Regions from separate parts of the Mus musculus genome. Here all the other regions are linked to region 3. The links are chromatin contacts, called in public promoter capture Hi-C maps. All regions are on one chromosome and are shown on one strand. Each heading gives the region's core, a stretch centred on a gene start, on an enhancer-like site or on the middle of the called end of the contact. The rest is flanking DNA. Distances are from core to core; before and after follow the strand shown.

Region 1 (4,742 bases), core at 1,757-4,256, 140 kb after region 3:
GTCAGATCACATTGCAGATGGTTGTGAGCCACCATGTGGTTGCTGAGAATTGAACTCAGCACCTCTAGAAAAGCAGTCAGTGCTCCTAACCACTGAGCCATCTCTACAGCCCACCATTGCTTAGAACTACAGCTTTTAATAGTTTGCACATATGTGCTATTAATATTTGGTAGCAGAAGTCTTTCTTGAAGTTTATCTTTGATTTTCCCACAAATTGAGATAAATTGAGACATAAAATAAAGGGTGACTTTTGAAAAAAAATTATTTATTTTATGTACATTGCTTCGATGTATGTCTCTGTGAGGGTGTCAGATCCTGGAGGTACAGGATCATGTGGATGCTGGCAATTGAACCCTGGTCCTGGAGTAGCAGCTGTCCTCTGGTTGCCAAGCCATCTCTTGGCTTCCATAGCTGATTTTTAACACCTAAAATAATGTTTGTGTTGTTCGTTCACAAAGTATTGCTTGAAATATATTAGGTAATCATAGTAATATGGAGTAGCCTTTTAGTTTGGTACTCCATAGGTAGATGTTAGTGGAGCTTTACATTTGAGCCAAGCCTGAACAATGAACAAGATAAAGATAGCTGGTTCTAGGCTAGCCAGGGCTACATATTGAGAACTTTTTTGAGAGAAAGCGATGTCGAAGGGAGAGGAACAATGAATTACCCAGTCCCTGCTCTGGGGCTAGAGAGCTGGGTGGCTCAGGTGAGGGGTAGTTCTTTGTTATCATTCTGAGAACAGAGATTAGGTCCTAGCACCCTCACTGGGCAGCTTCCCACTGTCCTCTGCTTGCCTTTCCTGAGCACTTCCACATGTGTGCATATACACAAGCATACATAAGTTTAAAAGTAGCACTTTGATAAATATTGAAATGAATTGACATCATTACTTTATACTCTGTCTTACAAGTATTTTTACAATGAATTTACCTCACCCTTTTCCGGTTTCATATGGCAAATCTTTATCTAGTAGGGCTCTTTTGTAGGTTTTTAAGTTGTCTTCAAAAGTAATGTAAGTTAGATTGTTTTGAGTGTTGGGTTTACTTTGATGACTATACAGTGCTGCATAGCTCTAAGGGCATCTGCTGCCTCAGCTTGAGGTCTGCCTAGTAGCACAATTGATTGTATATATCAGTCAGTGTTAAATTTATCAGCTAATGTTCATGTAACATTACATGCTACTGATTTTGTTGTGTAATTTTCTGTACAGTTATTAGAACATTTTTATAATGTTTATTTAATATTAGATGTTTGTTTAAAGAGTATTAACTCTGTTTTTTATTTTCACAAAGCTTCATTTCTTGAATGACATTTCTGCAATGGAAAAAAAATCATCTTTTATGTTTTGGCACATGGAGTGCTGGTAATTGAATTTCTGAACTTGAGCTTGTTACTAAGCTAATACGTACTACTAGTGATCTCTGCAGGCCAGCCCAAATGAGTTACATTCTAAATATAAATGTCTTTTCTTTGGAACAAGCAAGTCATAGTTGAGCAGCTATGGTAAATCTCACTGTACTGTCTTGTTATCTGCTTTTCCCTCCATATAGTACAAACAGAATCCTGAAATGTTCAAGCAGACAGCTCGACTTTGGGCACACGTGTACGCTGGAGCACCAGTTTCTAGTCCAGAATACACCAAAAAAATAGAAAACCTCTGTGCTATGGGTTTTGATAGGGTAAGTACCGAAAAGACCACCCTGCTAAGCATTAGGACACTCTCGAGTTACGAGATTTATCCCCATTTAAAGGTGGTGACCTAATCAGAGCTTTCTGTCCCTGTCACCATCCAGAGGAATTGATTTCACTCCCCATTTTAAACCCGGGCTCCCAGTCCTTGGGAGAAGGGGACTAGCCATTTTGAAAATGTAGTTTTGGTTAATCCTGTATAGACGCTGCAATCAGTGGTGACTGTGCAGTCATTGGTAGAGGGAAGAACGTGTGACTCTGGCGAGGAGGATTTGGTTTCCGTGGGATGTGATTGCTCTTGTCCTCCTCTTTACAGAACGCAGTAATAGTGGCCTTGTCTTCAAAATCATGGGATGTAGAGACTGCAACAGAACTGCTTCTGAGTAACTGAGGCACAGGAGCTGCGCCAGCATCGCTCTCGCCTCTTGAGGAGCATCAACACCTGTTATTTTTAGGATTCTGCATAAAGTTCTTTTAAACTGGCATTCTTGCCTAATGATGTTACCTAGGCACCATTGGAGACTGCAAAAAAAAAAATTCCCTGCTCTGTAAATAAAGCTAATTAAACGTCTGTGTAAATTTAAAAAGGGGAAATACTTTTAATTTTTTTTCTTAATAGTGTAAAAATTCTTTGAGCTAAGCTAAAACCATGGGAAAACATGCTACTTTAGTGTTTAGCAGTGTAACAGACTCGAGAGTTTGCTTCAGGGTTCTGTTGACTAACTAGGATAACACTCGAGTGTCGGCCCTTCACATTGTGGTGTAGAATCACAGCTCCCTTAAGTCTGAACACAGATCCTCTGTGCCTGTGAATTTACTTGCATGCTTGTACTTGACTTCTTAGAACGGGTAGCCGAAAAGACCACCCTTTTAAGCATTAGGACATTCTTGAATTATGAGATTTATCCTGATTTAAAGGTGGTGACCTAATCAGAGCTTTTTAGTCCCTGTCACCATCCAGAGCGGAGATTCTCATGGTCAATTTATTTTGTGTCTTGTGGGAAACGTGCTGAGGAACAGTGTCCCTTGTTCCACTTTTAGCTCATAGGTTTGGAATGTTTTGTCCGAGTTCTTCACTTTGTAAGTAGTAATGTAAAAAGGGGCTGCCAATTTTATTTCTCTCACAAAAGGAATAAATACTTGATGTTGCAGTATTTCTAGATTTAATAAAAGGACACTGCTTAGTTTTTCAGTGAATTTGACATTAATTTTTAAAATGATAAAGTCTTTGGAAACTTGAAGGGTGCAGTACCTGTTCCCTAGTGCTCAGCCTGACAGTTTCCTTTGTCAGACACTTGACTTACTCCTCCTGCTCCCCATGGTGACCCATGAAAGCTGTGCTGTCTCACTGTATATACCAGATGCACATAGGAACAGGGGTGTATTCTAAATCTAGCTTTCTTTATGATGTTTCTGATAATGTGAGAATTGAAACTTTACCTTCTCTTGTACATAAACTTCCTGTCCTTAGCAACTGTCGCATCTCATTCTATCTTCCAAAGCTTGACAATTATAAGTTTTACAAACTCAAATACTTCCTTTAACCATCCTAATTAATGTTCAAGTGAACTTAGGCAGTTGTTACATAGGAGATACAATTAAAAATTTTGAGGACCAATGCATAGATTACAGAAATGTAATGGAATCAGACTAAATTAAAGTAAGGTTGTATGTATATTGAAAGTCATATTCTAAAAGGTTTGTTTTCTTGAAGTATTGTTTCACCTTACAGTCATGAAGTGTTTCAAAAATACTTTTTGAACCTATTATCTCAGCATAACTTCACTTTACTTTTAATAATCTTGATACTACAAGCAATAAAAGAAGCATTAATATATTATAACATTCAAGATGTGACGGCTCTTCCAGCGACTTGTAAGGCTGTCACAGTTCTCAGTGACTGAGGGCCACTGTCCTCCACACTAAACTCAAGCTGCTATGTTTTTCTCCATGTTTGCGGATGCACACATTTCCTGTTGCAGCTACATCCTTTTATTGCTGTAGGTTATTTTATAAAGATGCCAAAGGAAACAAGTTTTTCTTTATTTATTTTAAGTAGCTAAAACTTTGTACTGTTCTTTATATTCTCAGATAAGAAGGAAATGTGTGAAATAACCATGAGTTTACCTCCATAGTTCATTAGAACTTTTAATGGAGGGTGGCTTGGTAACACTAATATTTAGGTATTGGAAAGTATAACACATGTTCTTGGAGTTTACTCTCTGCCTGTATTGTCAGGGTACATTGTCTAGTAGATGAGAGCTCAGACAACAAAAGTCAGGCAGTACCTACTTTGTCTTGGTGGCAGCTGTGTTCTTTTTTTGTTTTTTGTTTTTTTGTTTTTTTGTTTTTTTGCATATTGGCTTCAGACTGGCTCCACTGAATACTTACTGGAGATGTATATATAACATGTGGTTTCATAGATTTGACGTGATTATGCCATCGCCTCCTGTCAGAACCGTGTGCTCAAGACTGTGTGGGATTCATAAGCAAGACTGCTTGGGGTTTCTCATGTTCATTTAATGTGCTAATCACCCTTTTGGGGTATTTTCCCTCACACTTCTCGTTTGTTTTTTATTTTTCTTTTGTTTCCCAACTCGTAGGTTTAGAAAGAAGCAGCTTGGTCCTTATCCTGGTGTTTCATACAGTTAGGAAAACAATGCGAAAAATTAAGATTTAGTCAAAAGTACCCTGATGGAAATTATTTTTTTTAGTCTGCGTTTGACAGTTTTTCATTTTAACAAGTACTACACAGGTTCTGTTTTGGTGTAGGTGTGATGGCGCTTTTACTACCAGGTTCTTGAAAGAGAAAGGCAGGCAGAGTCTGTGAGAGGTGTATGCCCAGTCTTAGCCCCCTGTTCCCATAATTTTAGTGAAATCGCGTTTAGAGCAGGCTGACTCCCTCATCCTCGCTGATCCTCTGATCAGCTTTTCTTTCTGAGCCTAGGCCTGACTTTTAGTATAAAACTTAGAGAGCATGTTGGGAACTTGGGATTCAAAAAACATGTCAGTGTTTGGAATTGAATATTTTACCTTTGAGAAGTGTAACTAAC
Region 2 (4,647 bases), core at 1,475-3,974, 210 kb after region 3:
TGGTAAGAACCCATTCTTGTTGTTTTGCTAAACTGTGGCCTCAGACTTTATGTTTATACCCACAGATCAGCGCTGCTTTACACCCTGACCTGGGAAGTTTCTAAATTAGGCTCCAGTTACTGCAGACTCATAACCAGTCAAAGTCCTGACAATAAGTGATGGCTGCATGCCCAGTTCTAAGTGAAATATACCTGCAGCATCCACTGCCCTCCCAAACCAAGGCTTGAGGACCATCAAGGAAGAGGGATAGAACGCATGGGGGTGGGGGGCGCAGGGGGAAGCACTGTGGATGCTATCTTCTGAACATGGAGCACCCACCCTGCTGATGAACTATAGTTCGATGCTCTATGGTTACCTACACAAGATCAAGCCAACAGTAACATTCAGTATTCTAGCAGGAAGGACTACAGGACTCTGGATTGCTGGGGTGAGGGTGGGGGGTATGAAAAGGAAGGACATAAGGTGGGTATCCTGAGGGTAAAGATGGTCTGTGTGTGTGTGTGTGTGTGTGTGTGTGTGTGTGTGTGTGTGTGAGAAATTTTTTTTTTTCCTTTTTCCGGAGCTGAGGACCGAACCCAGGGCCTTGGGCTTGCTAGGCAAGCGCTCTACCACTGAGCTAAATCCCCAACCCCGAAATTGTTAAATTAAAATTAAAAATTTTAAAACTCCAAGGACTCTAATTTAATTTATTTAATTCCTTTAATATTATTTAGCCTGAAATATACAAAAAAACTCGGAAACCAAAAGCAATTGATCTATCCCATAAATTTAAAGAAGCAATGCAAAGGTGGGCCTGCTGGCTCAATCCAAACCATCTCATCACTCAGGAGGCTGGGAGGAGACTGCTACCAATCCAAGGCCAGCTTAGCTACTTAAAGTTCCACTGCTCTTAGAGTTATAAAGTAGGCCCTACTTTATATTGAAATATACCGGGAAATATTGAATAATTAACTGAAACAATGGCAAGGACAGCTCTCAAACAACAGGGTTTCTTTATTTACCCCTTTGCGATCAATTCTCTATAAATCTAGGGAGTTTTACATACTGAGTAATGACACATTAATACATACAGTAAGAAAAAAAAATAAAGCTTAAAAAACTTACTTGATTACCGAGAAGAGAGTTCTAAAAAGCTGAATAAAAATTTCATTGCAATCTTCCAACTCAAAGCAGATGTTATATGATTTAACCCAAGCTAAATTCTTAAATCAATAAATAAAAATAATTGGTTAATCACATATATGTAGAACTGTTAAACAAAAGCACACTCATACAATTTAATTTTTACAACTAGAATTCTTTATAGTAAAGTCTACAAAGATTCAATGTACACAATTACAAGTCATTTTAATCTTTAAATTCATGGCTGTGGCATCAACTTTCATGTTGAAAAGTACTAAATAGTTAGGAATATATATATAAACTTCGGGAGCAGTAAATTTTATTTATAAATTGGAAATGAAAATAAAATGTCAAATGTTTTTTTTTCAGAAATTATACTTTTAACTTTTTAAGTATAAGTAATAATGTCTTACTTATTGTAAAGTACAGATTTTCCTTATGAAACATAAGACAGTTTATTAAATAAGTTATGTGTAAAACAGTTTCACTTTATATTATAGTTATAAAAATCTATAACAACATGGAATTGTACTTATTAAATAAAGAATTTTTACCTCTAATAAATAAAAATATCTATTAAACTGTGGACTCTTTGTATCCTCCAAACCTTTTAACTGTCTGGTAATAAAGAGAAATATGTCCTGTTAAATAAAAAAAATGAAAAATATATTAACTTAGACATTATTACTTGTCATTTTTTTAATATCTACATCTACATAGGGGTATAGATATAAAAAAGTAATTATAAACTACAATAAAGAACGTTTTCCTTTATTTGAATGCTGTGGGACTGCCTATTCCATTATTTTAAATGTCTGAAAAAGACTAGCACAAAATCTTTTGGAAGTAACACTAAAGACTGCTACTTCTACTGCACACTTCAGGGCTTCTCATTTAAGAATACTATCTTACTATACTCTTGTCCATAACAGAGCTCTGGTCACTGTCTGTACTTTCATCATGGCAAGCTACTTTCTCCATGTGTAATGAATTTAATGAGTCTTTTCATTATTACGCCTGACATGTAAGCAAGCAGCTTATGTGTGACAACAAAGTTATTGAAGCACCCCAAGGCACTGACCTGACAGCTGATGATGGTGCTTATTTCCTTACTTTTTAAAAAGGTATTTTCAATGAAAATAGCATTAGCATGGTACAAAATGATTTGTTTTATTGTGATCCTCCTTACTGGTAATGTATTTTGGAAACTGGTAATGTATTTTGTGGTTTTCCTTATATACTCATGATAAAGTTTATCCTATGAACTAGGCACAGTAAGAAACGAACAAAAGTAACCACAAATGAAACAATGTTATTAAGGTTATAAAAGGAGTCATCATTAAAGTAAGTATGACTTGAGTATAAACACTACGACACTACTCTAGCTGGGGAAGTATCCAAGGCAGCCACCATATGATTGACAAGCAGATGGCTATGTCTCAAGAGGAATAAAGCCTGACAGTCAACTTCATTATAGTCCTAAAAACACTATTAAACTGAAAATTTATGGAATGTTACTCCTGGACTTTCCCACTTAATACTCTGGAGCATGGCTGATCACATGTGGTTGAAAGTATGTAAAGAGAAGCCAAACAGGCAGAAGGGCAATACTGACTGTACTTAAAAGGAGAGAAGGCTCAACATTTGCTGTTCTTCCTAGAGAAGCTGAGTTTAATTCCCAGCGCCTACATCTGATGGCTCACAGCCACCTGCAACTCATTCCAGAATATCCAACACCCTGTTCTTATCTCTGCAGGAATCTATGTATGCAATGCACATGAACTCATGCAGGCACACACATATACATGAATAACTAAAAGTTTTAAAGTCACTCCAAGGTTTCCAATTTCCCTAATAATTACTGAAAAAATATATAAAATCAGTTCAATAAATAGCTTTAAAAATAATTTTAAGTTTTTTAAACAAAACAGAACCACCAAAATGAGCAGTTTTAGATATTTAATATTCAGCATTTAATAACCTGTAAGGCAGACATTATATGAGTGGGCAATCCTAGAACATTACTGTTTTGCAAACTATCACTAAGCCATTCCTTATCCTTCCTATCTATGCAACCGTCCATCAGGAGGGTTAAGTATGAATAGACAACCCTTTCAAAGCCTCATTCTGTACCAGTCACTTCTGTAGATAAATAATTAAAGGAATCTATGAACAAAACCCATATTCATATGACAAAAATAAAAGTAAAGTTATTTTGTAAACATTCTATTTACCTTAAGTTTATCATGGGAAGTATATGGAGCTTCTGGGGCATAGATTCGAAATATATCAGCCAAACAACATGCTACGAGAAGGCGCACATCTTTATTAGGGTTCCTGAGAAAGAATTCAGATGCGAGATGCAAGGCTAGTGGGAGATACTGTTGCTTTTCATCTTCTGAATCCTGATCCATATCCATAAAAGTTTTCACTACCATCTGTAAAAAACATAATATCAACCTGTAATACTCAGTGATCAGCTAAGAGCCACCCCTTCTTCCCTTTGTTCTGTAAGATGGGAAAAGGGAGCTGGAGTTGTGTAGGTTAGGGGTAGAGTACACAAAGTCTTAGGTTCACTCCCAGCCACCACAAACATGCACCCACTCACCCATCCACACACCCTGAAGAAAGGAAGTAGTCATAAAAAGCATGGTCACAAAGAAGCCTACAAACCCCAAGCATCAGCCTGTACATTACCCAAACACCACATTTTCTTAAAAAGAACTTAGAAACTTGTACTAGCGACTGTACTGAGCATTTACTTCAATGGGATCTTGCTAGGTTGTCCACACTCCTCTCGGCTTCTGTGGATTCTCACGCAGTTGACGCTGGAGGAGCATGTCCACATGCTTAGCTTTCATTACTCAGATGTAACTTAACTACAAAGGGTTTGATCCCATATACTCAACTAATCTGACATCTAGCATCTTTTATACCATTTTTACTTTATGATCAAAGTTGTGTTACACAGCTTCCTTAAACCTACTTCATTTTAAATTTTATTTGCCTTTGTATGATAAAAACCCATATTTAAATGTTTCATGTAATTGTATTTTTGATAGAAAATTTTGATTGTAAATACCTTATGTTGAGTTTAAGGCCAACTTGAACTACAGAGCTAGCTGCAAGCCAGTTTGAGATACATAGCAAGACTCAATCTTGATTATTTCTACTTTTCAAACATACATGAAAGGTATGTATTTTTCATCTATTGCTATCTAACAAAGTCACCCTGAATGAAGCACCTTGAAACAACAATTATGCATTTATCACGTAGATAATATTGGGAACATGGCTTAAACCAAGCTTGGAATTTCTCAAGAGGTTGCACTATGACAGAGATATTACCTGAAGCCTTGAATGAGTCTACAGGGTATTTCAGTAGTAATTTATATTCATGGTGGCTCTACTTTGCACTACTGTGTGAAAAGAGTAAAGTTCTCTCCAGGGCCTCTCTAAGTAGCTACAAAATAAGCAAGTGCCATGACATCTGCAATGTCCTCATAGTTACTGAGGCCACACCTA
Region 3 (4,866 bases), core at 1,918-4,417:
TCTGAGGACGCCAGCCTGACCTTTGCTGGGGTGACTTGGACTTGCTTCTCTAGGCTTCACTCTCTCCAACGTTATCTTTCCTAGTTACTTCACTTCTTCTCCAGCCAGAGTTTCCCTCGCCTGGCTGCACATCATCAGGAAGACCTGTGACCTACAGCACAGATTCTGAGGCCCTGTGTCAGACCATCTGATTCAGAGCAGTAGAGGGCTGTGGGCTAGTATTATAATTTTTTAAGCCTTCCAAATGAGAATGATGTAACACCAATTCAGTACTTCTCTGGCAGGGAGTACTGGAAGGAGTCCTTCCACCCCCTATCTTCCACCTTGCCCAGCACAACAGCCAGTCTCCCATTTACTCTCTGCCTCCCTCTTCTATAACAACCCCACTACTTCTGCTATCGTCCTGCCGCCTCTTCAAAGGATCATAGCATTTCTCAGTTGAAGGAATAGCTTGCCTAAGCCATTAACTTTCTAAGAGCAGGGACCATCTCATGGCTATTTGATCTTGGTTTCTTTATCTGTGAAAGTTAAACATCCTATCACCTCATAGGGGAGCACCAGGCCAGGGACAGGCAGGACATGAAAGCAGAATGACACACTGCCCAGAATGGCATGTGGCAAACGGGGGTGGGGGGTGGGGGGAGGAGGCAGGCACCAAAATCCCTCCACTTCAGAGTCTAAATAGACATGATTTTCCTGACCTTCAAGGCTTGATGCAAGATATTCATATTCTCTCTCTATCTCTCTCCTCTCTCCCCTCTCTCTCCTTCCCTCTTCCCTTCCCCCTCTTTGAGTGCTGGTGATCTAATCCATCCATGGGTTCCAGCAAGTTGGGCAAGCCCTCAACTCCCACACCCATATTTATCTGTGGGATGTAGAAGGGAAACATGCCATGGCACCCTCTGGGGAGACAAGAAAATAATTTGTGGGGGTCGGCTATCAGTTTTAAGGCTCATTTACACTACTGTCAATCATCCAGTTGGCCACATGAGGGCTGCTGGAGGTGGGTCTGCTGTATATGAGTCCTGAGGACCACGGGTGCACGTGAGGTCTGCTGGGAATGAGTCTGAGCTGTGGAAAGTCTTAAATATCCTGTAAAGAGAGAAATGCCTGCGGAGGTCATGGAGAGGTGTGTGACAGTAATACTTAAAAAAAATTTAAAGGTGTGTGTGTGTGTGTGTGTGCACACGCACGCGTGTGCAAGCACACATGCCACAAGCACACACACTGAGGTCTGAGGACAATTTGAGAAAGTTAGTTCTCTTCTCCCACAGTGTGTGGTGGGGGGAGTCCCAGAAACCTGAACTTAGATCATCAAAGTTGCAGCTTTATCTGCTGGGCCATCCTGCTGGTCCTGCTTGCACTGAGATATCCTGTAACCAGGCTATGTAGCCATGGCTGGCTTGAACTCTGTCTGTCTCTAGAATGCTGAGACAGCAGGCCTGTGCTGCTTACTCCTGGTTTGCTGAATTTTAGAAAATAATTATGGTGCCATTCTAGGAAGTAAATTTGGTATATGAGACCCAAAGAGGCCAGAGGGAAAACAAAACAGCAGGCGAAGAGGACACAATTAGTGCTGCAGCAGCAGCAGCAGGCAGCAACAGACAGCAGCAGCAGGCAGAGATGGAAAGAATGCTGCTGAGGCATTAAACACATAAATTTGAGGGGGTCAGGAACAGTGGGCCAGGCAGGACAAGGCCATCCTGAGCTAGGTAGTGAGTTTGAGGCCAGCCTAGGCACACACTGAGACCACTAGGCACACAGTGAGACCACAGAGACAGGCTAACGTGCAGTTCGGTGGTGGAGCACTGGCCTAGTGTGCATTGAGGACTTGGGTTTGATCTGTAGCACCAAAAGAAACAACAGTTTTTGAAAAATATTCTACAAAGCCCTAAAACGTTCTTCATGTTCAGACAAACCTCTGAACTGCCTTTAAAAGTGGTTGTATGAAAAACCTAGACTTGTTCTTCAGATGGCCACCTTTTGTAATGAAATAGCCATGTCCACTGGTAACTATAAAATGCAGGGGCTAGAGGAAGGTGCCAAAGCGGCAGGGTTTAGATCTAGACTGGGAAATAGGGAGGGAGGGAGATCACTGCCGTGATGCTGGGGATCTGGAAGGGAGAAGGGTCTGCCTCCAAGTGCCCCTGCCTTCACCGAGCTGAGAACCAAGACTGACATAGATGTCCAAGTAAGACAGTCTCTACATACATAATGGCTGGACACGGGACAGCAGAGGGTGGTACCACTGAGAAGGGAAAAGTGTCCACAAAATGTAGATAGAGTGAAGCCAGCAGGACAAGGCTTTGCAGCTAAAAGCACCGCCTCCAAGCCTGAAGATCTGAGCTTGGCTCCCCACCCCCACCCCCTCATACAACCAAATTGTTTTTTTATATAGCAAACGCAGAGTGAGAGGCAGCTGGAAGCAATCTTAGTCAGGAGCCAATGGGATGTGTTTACTGCTGACTCCTGCAACTGGAGTGAGGTTCAGAAGCCAGGCAAGACGTGGAGACCAGAGAGACTTAGTCGCAGAAGCAGCCAGTCACAGCCAGAGCATAGGACTCACAGGTCAGAACAAGGACCTTCAAGTGTGCTTCAAACAGAAAGCCCCTGAAAAGTTTTAGGTGAAAAGAAGCCAAAAGCAAACTCTTACTTGTTCAAGCCAATTGTGTTATGAATAACAGCAGCAGGGAGCTAAACTGGGAGGGAGTTAGGAACAGGCAAGGCTGGGCATGGTGGCACTCGCCTTCAATCCCACCACTTGGGAGGCTGATTCTTTGTGAATCTAAGGTCAGCCTGTTGTACACAGTGAGTTCTAGACCAGCCAAGGGTACAAATAGGTAAGGCCCTGTCGCAAACAAACAAATAGACAGAAAGACAAACAAACAGACCCTACTATAATGGCCTAGATATGAGGTGGTAAACAGAGAGGAGGCAGAACGAGGTGCTATCAAGTAGAGTGTTGGTTACATCCTGAAGGTAGATATAAAGGACAGGCCTGAGAGCCAAGGGTCGTTTACAGAACAGACAAAGGAGGAAAAGCAGCCGTGACAGAGCTACCAGAAGCCCAATTCTGAAGATTTGAGATTGCCTATGAAACACCACAGTGGACATGTCCACAAGACAGTCACCAGCACACACATCATGAGTCATGAGACTTGAGAACGTCATCAAGGGAGTGTAGGGAAGGAACAGCTCCAGCGAATGAGCTCATGAGGCCGGGGGATAAAGAAAACAGAGTGGTTGAAGACAAAGTAATTGGAAAGTTAGAACTGGGGGAAATAATAGCTAGAGAGTTGGAAAACTGCAAGCCTGAGCAGTTACAGGTTCTGAGTAGATAAGCAAAGGCTTTGTCTAGAAACAGAAAAGATAGGAGATTATGTCAAGGGTTGTGCTGGGTAGGGAGCTCCAGCAATCAGTGCTTGTCATGCAAACAATCAAAACCCATGTGAAGAAGGAGGGCATGGGGCACACTTGTAACCCCAGTGCTGGGGAAAGGAAGACGGGGAATCACTCCCTGGGGATCACTAGCTGACCAAGCAGCTGAGCCGACTCAGAGAGCCCCAAAATCCCACTTAGAGACCCTGTTTTTTTTAAAAAAAAAAAAAAAAAGGTGGAAGGCTTATGAAAAAGGACATCTGAGGTAGACGCCTGACATCCATATTCATGTGTGTATACATGGCATGTGCACCAGCACAAAGGTGCTTCTGCACACACAAACACACATCACAACATAATAAATACAGCTGTATATATTGATACAGAACTTAATGCTATCGCCCAAGAGGCAGGAGCAGAGGGCAGATCTCTATGAGTTAAAGGCCATCCTGGTTTATGTTTATGTAATAGACTCCAGTATAGCCAAGACTATAGAGACACAGTCTCAAGATAAATAAGTAATTGAACAAATAAATAGCTGGGCAGTGGTGGCGCACGCCTTTAATCCCAGCACTTGGGAGGCAGAGGCAGGCAGATTTCTGAGTTTTAGGACAGCCTGGCCTACAGAGTGAGTTCTAGGACAGCCAGGGCCACACAGAGAAACCCTGTCTTGAAACAGAGAGAGAGGGAGAGGGAGAGAGAGAGGGAGGGGGAGGGAGGGAGAGAGGGGGAGAGAGAGAGAGAGAGACAGAGAGAGATGTAGGCCAAAAGTTAAGTTTCAATAAAAACAAATAATATAAAGTGGCAGAGAATTATCAAAGAGAAAAACTATTGGTGCCTTTAACAAACATGCAAGAGAATCAAAACTTAGAACTTAAAAATCCAAACTATATTCACTGACTGATGTCAAAGCTTAAATAAAGTCTGCAGAGAGGAACATAAATACTTCTCTACCATTTATCCTTTTAGCTTATGTTTACATTGTTTTAGACCTCTCCAGAAGTTGGTTCTATGAATAACTGAGGAAATGATTTTTTTTGGAGACAAGATCTCATGTATGCCTGGCTGGCCTCTAACTTACTGAGTAGCAAGGAACTGACCTGGCACTTCTGACCCTTTCAGCCTTTGCCTCCTCAGTGCTGGGATTATAGGTGTGCAGGTCTGTATATATAGATATGTATATATACATATGTATATTGGTATATTTAGTGCTGGAGGTCAAATCTGGGATTTCATATATGCTAAAATAGCAGAATTGAGAGGACCTGCATAAACACACACACACAAGCACACACACACACAAGCACATACAGAGAGAGAAGGGAGGGAGAGGAGAGAGCACACGCACACTTGCGCCTGATGCTAAATATAAACACTGACCTATTAATAAATGTAATCTGGGGCTGGAAATGTAGGGCAGCTATGGAATACTTGCTCAGTCTGAGCAAGACCCAAGGTTAGAAAACCAGGACCACTGTAAGTGACAAC
Region 4 (4,710 bases), core at 1,335-3,834, 180 kb after region 3:
AGAAAACGTCAAACTTGATCCTACATGTTAATAATCTTTTTTCCTTTTATGTGCACAGGGGTTTGAACAAAGGCCTCATGTGTGCCAAGCAAGTATTCTCTCACTGAGCTAAATACTTACTGCCCAGGTCCTTGTAAAAACAATTTTGAGACAAAGTCATTCTTGCCTGGTTTCTGACCTGTTCCACCAAGCCTGGCCCTAATAATCTTTTTGATTTGTATGTATTGCTATATAAACAATTAAATTTTTAGACCACAAAGTTCCTTGAAGACAGAGACTAACTGGATAATCCCTTTGTTCCACATAAATTCCATTTAATAAAACCTACACAAGTCCATTTGTTCTATTTTTATTACATTATGAGACAAATATTGTTCCTATTAGGTTTACCATGAATTTTTCATGTTTATGTTACCAATGAACATATGATGCAATGGACATATCAATGTGTTCTTTCACGTTTCCCATCCTTACCACAAGTATAATCCCAAAATGTTAAATGAAACTATGAAACTGTATTTTACTCTTATGATCACTGTTAATTACAAAGCAACTAATTAATATTTTATGAACACTACCATTTAATTCATATATATATATATTTGGTTGGGACAGGAAGTTGGTCGCTACTTCATTTATAGCCTACAAAAATTAGAAAGATACATGAACCATACTATTCTGTGATGGCTTTTGATTACTAGACTTTCAAGTCCCTTGCATCTCTACAGTTGGTCCGACTGCATCTATCCTACCTGTGATAGGATGGGGCAGGAGACAGAGAAATCATCACTCCCCCACACAGAAACCTTTACATTAACCATGTAAAAAAAAAATACTCACGACCGTATCTGGGGAAGGTCAGTTTCTATTTTGTGGCCTGTGTTTCTAAAAATTTGTATTGCAGCTTCTGCTACCTTGTCATCCTCCATTCTTAGGCACTGTAACAAGGACTCATATGTCTCTGCAGAGTGGAACGAGGTAGGATGTGTGAAAGACAGAACCTGGAGGAATAGATACACCTTTAGGAATACAGACAACAGCTCTATTCTATTTAAAAAAGAGTTTTCTTTCAATAAATAGAATGTAAACTTCTGGTGTGCAAACGCTAGCTGTAACACTTGGAATATAAATTACATCATTTAGCCCCAACTACAGTTACTTTTACTCAGAGACTTTAACAAGAATCCTGAGGGGTACGTTCCAGTCTCTTTCCCAAGATAGTTTACAAACATGTTACCAGGCATCTGTAATCACAGTATGTGGCAGGCTACGAGGCAGATGGATAGATGAGACTTTCATGCCAGTCTAGGCTATAGAATGAGATTCTTGTTTTTAAAAAAACAACACGTGCCGGGCGTGGTGGTGCACGCCTTTAATCCCAGCACTCGGGAGGCAGAGGCAGGCGGATTTCTGAGTTCGAGGCCAGCCTGGTCTATAAAGTGAGTTCCAGAACAGCCAGGACTATACAGAGAAACCCTGTCTCAAAAAAACAAAACCAAAACAAACCAAACCAACCAAACAAAAAAAAGATAAACCAAAAAAACTAATCTTTTGAATAATCTAACTTAAAATAATCCCCCTCATGTACACCCTAAAGGGAACGCCCTTATTTATTTTTGGAAGTTAATGGAGATAAAATTACCAAGAAGAAATACCTTAAGAAGCTCAAGTCCTGAGCGGATGGCTGAGTCTGGACTGACACCCTCCTCTTCATCATCGGCCGTCCCTTCGATTGACTTATTCATCAGTTTTACCAGTGCACTAGTAAGTGAGGAAACGCAGGTTAGTAAGACTACTGAAACTAGTGTAATGTATCCCAACTATAATATGATAAACAGAGAGTGTAAAAAGACTATGGTCAAAGACAACGTCTGTAGCCTGAGGATCAGTGTGGACAACACCATAGGAGAGCTTACGGTTATGTTACCCTTTCCAAAAAACTTAATGTGTTATAGTAATAAGAATCTGACTGATAAATAAGCCAGTTAAATAATATACTGTAATATTAATATTAGTTCTTCCAATATTTACACATAGAAACTTTTCACATATAAAGTGATTGTAATATATTTTAATAAAAACAATATAAAAATAGTTGAAGATTGGGCAAATGGCCATTCAGAACAAAATTCACAGAGTAGAAGCCAAGTAAGATGACTCAGTGGGTAAAAGTGCTTGCTGTCAATCTTGATGCACTGCATGTGAGTCCTGGAACCCACATGATAGGAGGCAAGGATTCCTAACATTATTCATTGACCTCAAAGTATGCGGAACACATGCATGTGCATACTCACAATGAGTAAGTGTAATGCAAACACATAGCAGTGAACATATGCAGGGAAAGTAGCATTAATTACACTAGGAAATTTATAGAATCAGTAATTCCATACTAAGAAATTACTAACAGAACCAATTATCAAAAAAAAGCATATTTACAAACATGCAATTGGAAACTGTGTACTGTCAATTATTTAATACCACAGAACATTACATGATCAATAAGATCCAACTACCTAACAGATCAGATGGTTTGTTTCTCAGACAAGGCCTCAGCTGTACCCTCAGCTGACTCCCTGAGGAGTCAGATCTGCCTAACTCAGTCAGGGTGGGAGGACTGCACAGGACTACAATTACAGGGCTCTACTTACCTCCTCTGGCTAAAGGCATAGCATTTAAAACAAAAACAGATATGAGACTGGGAGTGTAGTTTGTAGGCAGAAGGGCTGCCTAGCTTGTCAAACTCTGGGTTTGATCCTCGATGCCACACAACTGGGTGTGGTGGTGCTCACCTGTAATTCTGATAAAATTAAGGCTAAAGTGGAAGGACTGTCATGAGTTCAAGGCCAGTGTGGATACATAGCAATACCAAGACAGCTAGATACAGCAAGATACTGTCTCAAAAAACAGAGTGAGACAAGTATGTGGGTGTGAAAGGCAGGGTGAGAAATTTTTTCTCCTTTGTTGACATTATTGCTTCAATCAAATTATCATGACTTGTTTAGAGGAAAGAGTCTCTCTGTATATTGTCTAGACTCTCTCTTTTTTTTAAAGATTTTAATAAGATTTTTTAAGATTTATTTATTTTATGTATGTAAGTACACTGTCTTCAGGCACACCAGAAGAGGGCATCAGATCTCATTACAGATGGTTGTGAGCCATCATATGGTTGCTGGGAATTGAACTCAGGACCTCTGGAAGAGCAGACGGTGCTCTTAACCACTGAACCATCTCTCCAGCCTCTAGACTCTCTTTTAATTAACTCTTACTGATCATCAATCTGAGGAGGGTTTAACATATACTTGTGAAAATCAAGAAACTTGTTGCTGAGACGGTCTTACATAGCCTGGCTGGCTTTACACTCAATGTGTAGCAGAGGATAATAATGACTATGTGTTAAGAGCTGGACCACAGACATTTGTTACCATAAAGGATATTTAAAAAACAAAACAAAACAAAACAGAATGAACCTGAATTGTGTAATAGACAATTGAATATTAGCAGTTGGGAAGATGAAGGAAGAAAAATACAAGTTCAAGAAGCCAGCATGAACTGCAAAAAATAAAATAAAATCATTAGGGTGTGGAGGTGGCTCAGTGAGTGGTACCACATACTAACTACCACACCTGCAGACAATCAAGGTTTGGTTCCTAGCACTGATGTCACTTGGTTCAAGATAACTTCATCTTCTTTTACTTAAAGGAGTCTGTGTTTATTGTCTCACATTCCAACCTATCTCCTAAAGCAACTAGAATTATGAAAAAATATTTATACCTCTGATTTCTCAAATGTCAGTGTAGCTGAGGGGGACCAGGGCTCTACAGTCTTCTGTGCGCAAATTCTACCGTTTGTTTTTGTGTAGCATGGTGATGGTCGTGCGGGGGAGCAAGTCCCGAGTCTTTGTCATCAACAAAGCCCTAGAGTCACCTCTCTAAAGTATCAGAGAGAAACTGCACGGGCCATGGCACTCTCCCCTTCTTTCCTGAGCTAGCTGTTAGCATTTATTTAACTTCCAGGTATCCCGTGAGGCCTCCACCATTTAGTTTCTTTTCTCATTTTCTTTAAAGATTTGCTTTTTATTTTTTGTGTGCATATGTGGTGCCTACAAAGGGCAGAAGATGGCATTAAATGTCCTAGAGAAAGAGATACAGATGATTAATTATCAGCTGCCTAATATGAGTACTAGGAACTGAACATGTGTCCCCTGCAAGGACAATACATGCTCAAAACCTGGTATGATAGTGCTGACCTTTAACCACAGGAGAAAGAGGCAGATCTCTGTGAGTTAGAGGCCAGCCCGGAGAGTCTACATAGTGAGTGCCAGGACAGACATGCCTATTCAGAGAAGCCATCTCAGGAAGGAAGGGAGGAAGACCATATCATCTTCATCAGCACGAGGAAAGAGGACCCAGTTCTCTTCTTCAGCCATGTGGATTCTGGGAATCCCACTCCAATTACAGATAGGGTTGGAGGCATGTACTTTTATGTGCTCAGCCATCATGCTACGCTAAACTTCACACCTTATATAATTCATTCATAATTTTCTAAGTGTTGCCATTCCTTGTTAAAAAAATACTTTTCATAATTCATGTCATCATTGTAGCCTCAGTATTCAGTTCTTTCTCCTTACCTCTGTCCACTCTAATTTAGTTCATTCCTGAGTTTCAACCATTATCACAATGATCACATAATTTTGTGATAATCTTTTCTTTT

What was found. Capture Hi-C pulls out chosen DNA fragments and counts their contacts.
Region 1: a contact with region 3 is called in a promoter capture Hi-C map of adipose tissue. The contact joins two enhancer-like sites. A contact is called at or near these places in 2 of 39 promoter capture datasets (HPC-7-derived erythroid cells and neutrophils) and 3 of 9 other capture datasets (adipose tissue, liver and pancreatic islet).
Region 2: a contact with region 3 is called in a promoter capture Hi-C map of adipose tissue. The contact joins two enhancer-like sites. A contact is called at or near these places in 5 of 39 promoter capture datasets (the C10 cell line, cranial neural crest, frontonasal cranial neural crest and 2 more), 2 of 484 Hi-C or Micro-C datasets (B cells and LSK cells), 1 of 115 datasets of contacts at active chromatin or transcription factors (bone marrow-derived macrophages) and 4 of 9 other capture datasets (adipose tissue, embryonic stem cells, liver and 1 more).
Region 4: a contact with region 3 is called in a promoter capture Hi-C map of adipose tissue. The contact joins two enhancer-like sites. A contact is called at or near these places in 5 of 39 promoter capture datasets (the C10 cell line, cranial neural crest, frontonasal cranial neural crest and 2 more), 5 of 484 Hi-C or Micro-C datasets (B cells, LSK cells, centroblasts and 2 more), 1 of 115 datasets of contacts at active chromatin or transcription factors (bone marrow-derived macrophages) and 3 of 9 other capture datasets (adipose tissue, liver and pancreatic islet).

What each region holds. Positions count from the first base shown.
Region 1 is chr5:65,592,870-65,597,611 of GRCm38.p6, forward strand. Ube2k (ubiquitin-conjugating enzyme E2K) reads left to right here. Exons shown (of 7, transcript NM_016786.4): 6 at 1,551-1,679; 7 at 2,006-4,742. The coding sequence ends at 2,080. Among named protein-coding and RNA genes, the nearest start is that of Gm40309, 54 kb to the left of the region's middle. Within about 2 kb of position 3,007, at least 4 of the 459 cell types and tissues checked have an H3K27ac peak or open chromatin away from gene starts, as enhancers often do. A contact at or near this core is called in adipose tissue, where this site is marked.
Region 2 is chr5:65,662,752-65,667,398 of GRCm38.p6, forward strand. Pds5a (PDS5 cohesin associated factor A) reads right to left here. Exons shown (of 33, transcript NM_001081321.3): 3 at 3,357-3,560; 4 at 1,677-1,763; 5 at 1,105-1,202. Among named protein-coding and RNA genes, the nearest start is that of Pds5a, 33 kb to the right of the region's middle. Within about 2 kb of position 2,725, at least 1 of the 459 cell types and tissues checked has an H3K27ac peak or open chromatin away from gene starts, as enhancers often do. A contact at or near this core is called in adipose tissue, where this site is marked.
Region 3 is chr5:65,454,899-65,459,764 of GRCm38.p6, forward strand. All of the region lies in intron 3 of Smim14 (small integral membrane protein 14), which reads right to left. Among named protein-coding and RNA genes, the nearest start is that of Ugdh, 21 kb to the left of the region's middle. Within about 2 kb of position 3,168, at least 115 of the 459 cell types and tissues checked have an H3K27ac peak or open chromatin away from gene starts, as enhancers often do. A contact at or near this core is called in adipose tissue, where this site is marked.
Region 4 is chr5:65,636,902-65,641,611 of GRCm38.p6, forward strand. Pds5a (PDS5 cohesin associated factor A) reads right to left here. Exons shown (of 33, transcript NM_001081321.3): 18 at 1,656-1,761; 19 at 841-1,001. Among named protein-coding and RNA genes, the nearest start is that of Pds5a, 59 kb to the right of the region's middle. Within about 2 kb of position 2,585, at least 26 of the 459 cell types and tissues checked have an H3K27ac peak or open chromatin away from gene starts, as enhancers often do. A contact at or near this core is called in adipose tissue, where this site is marked.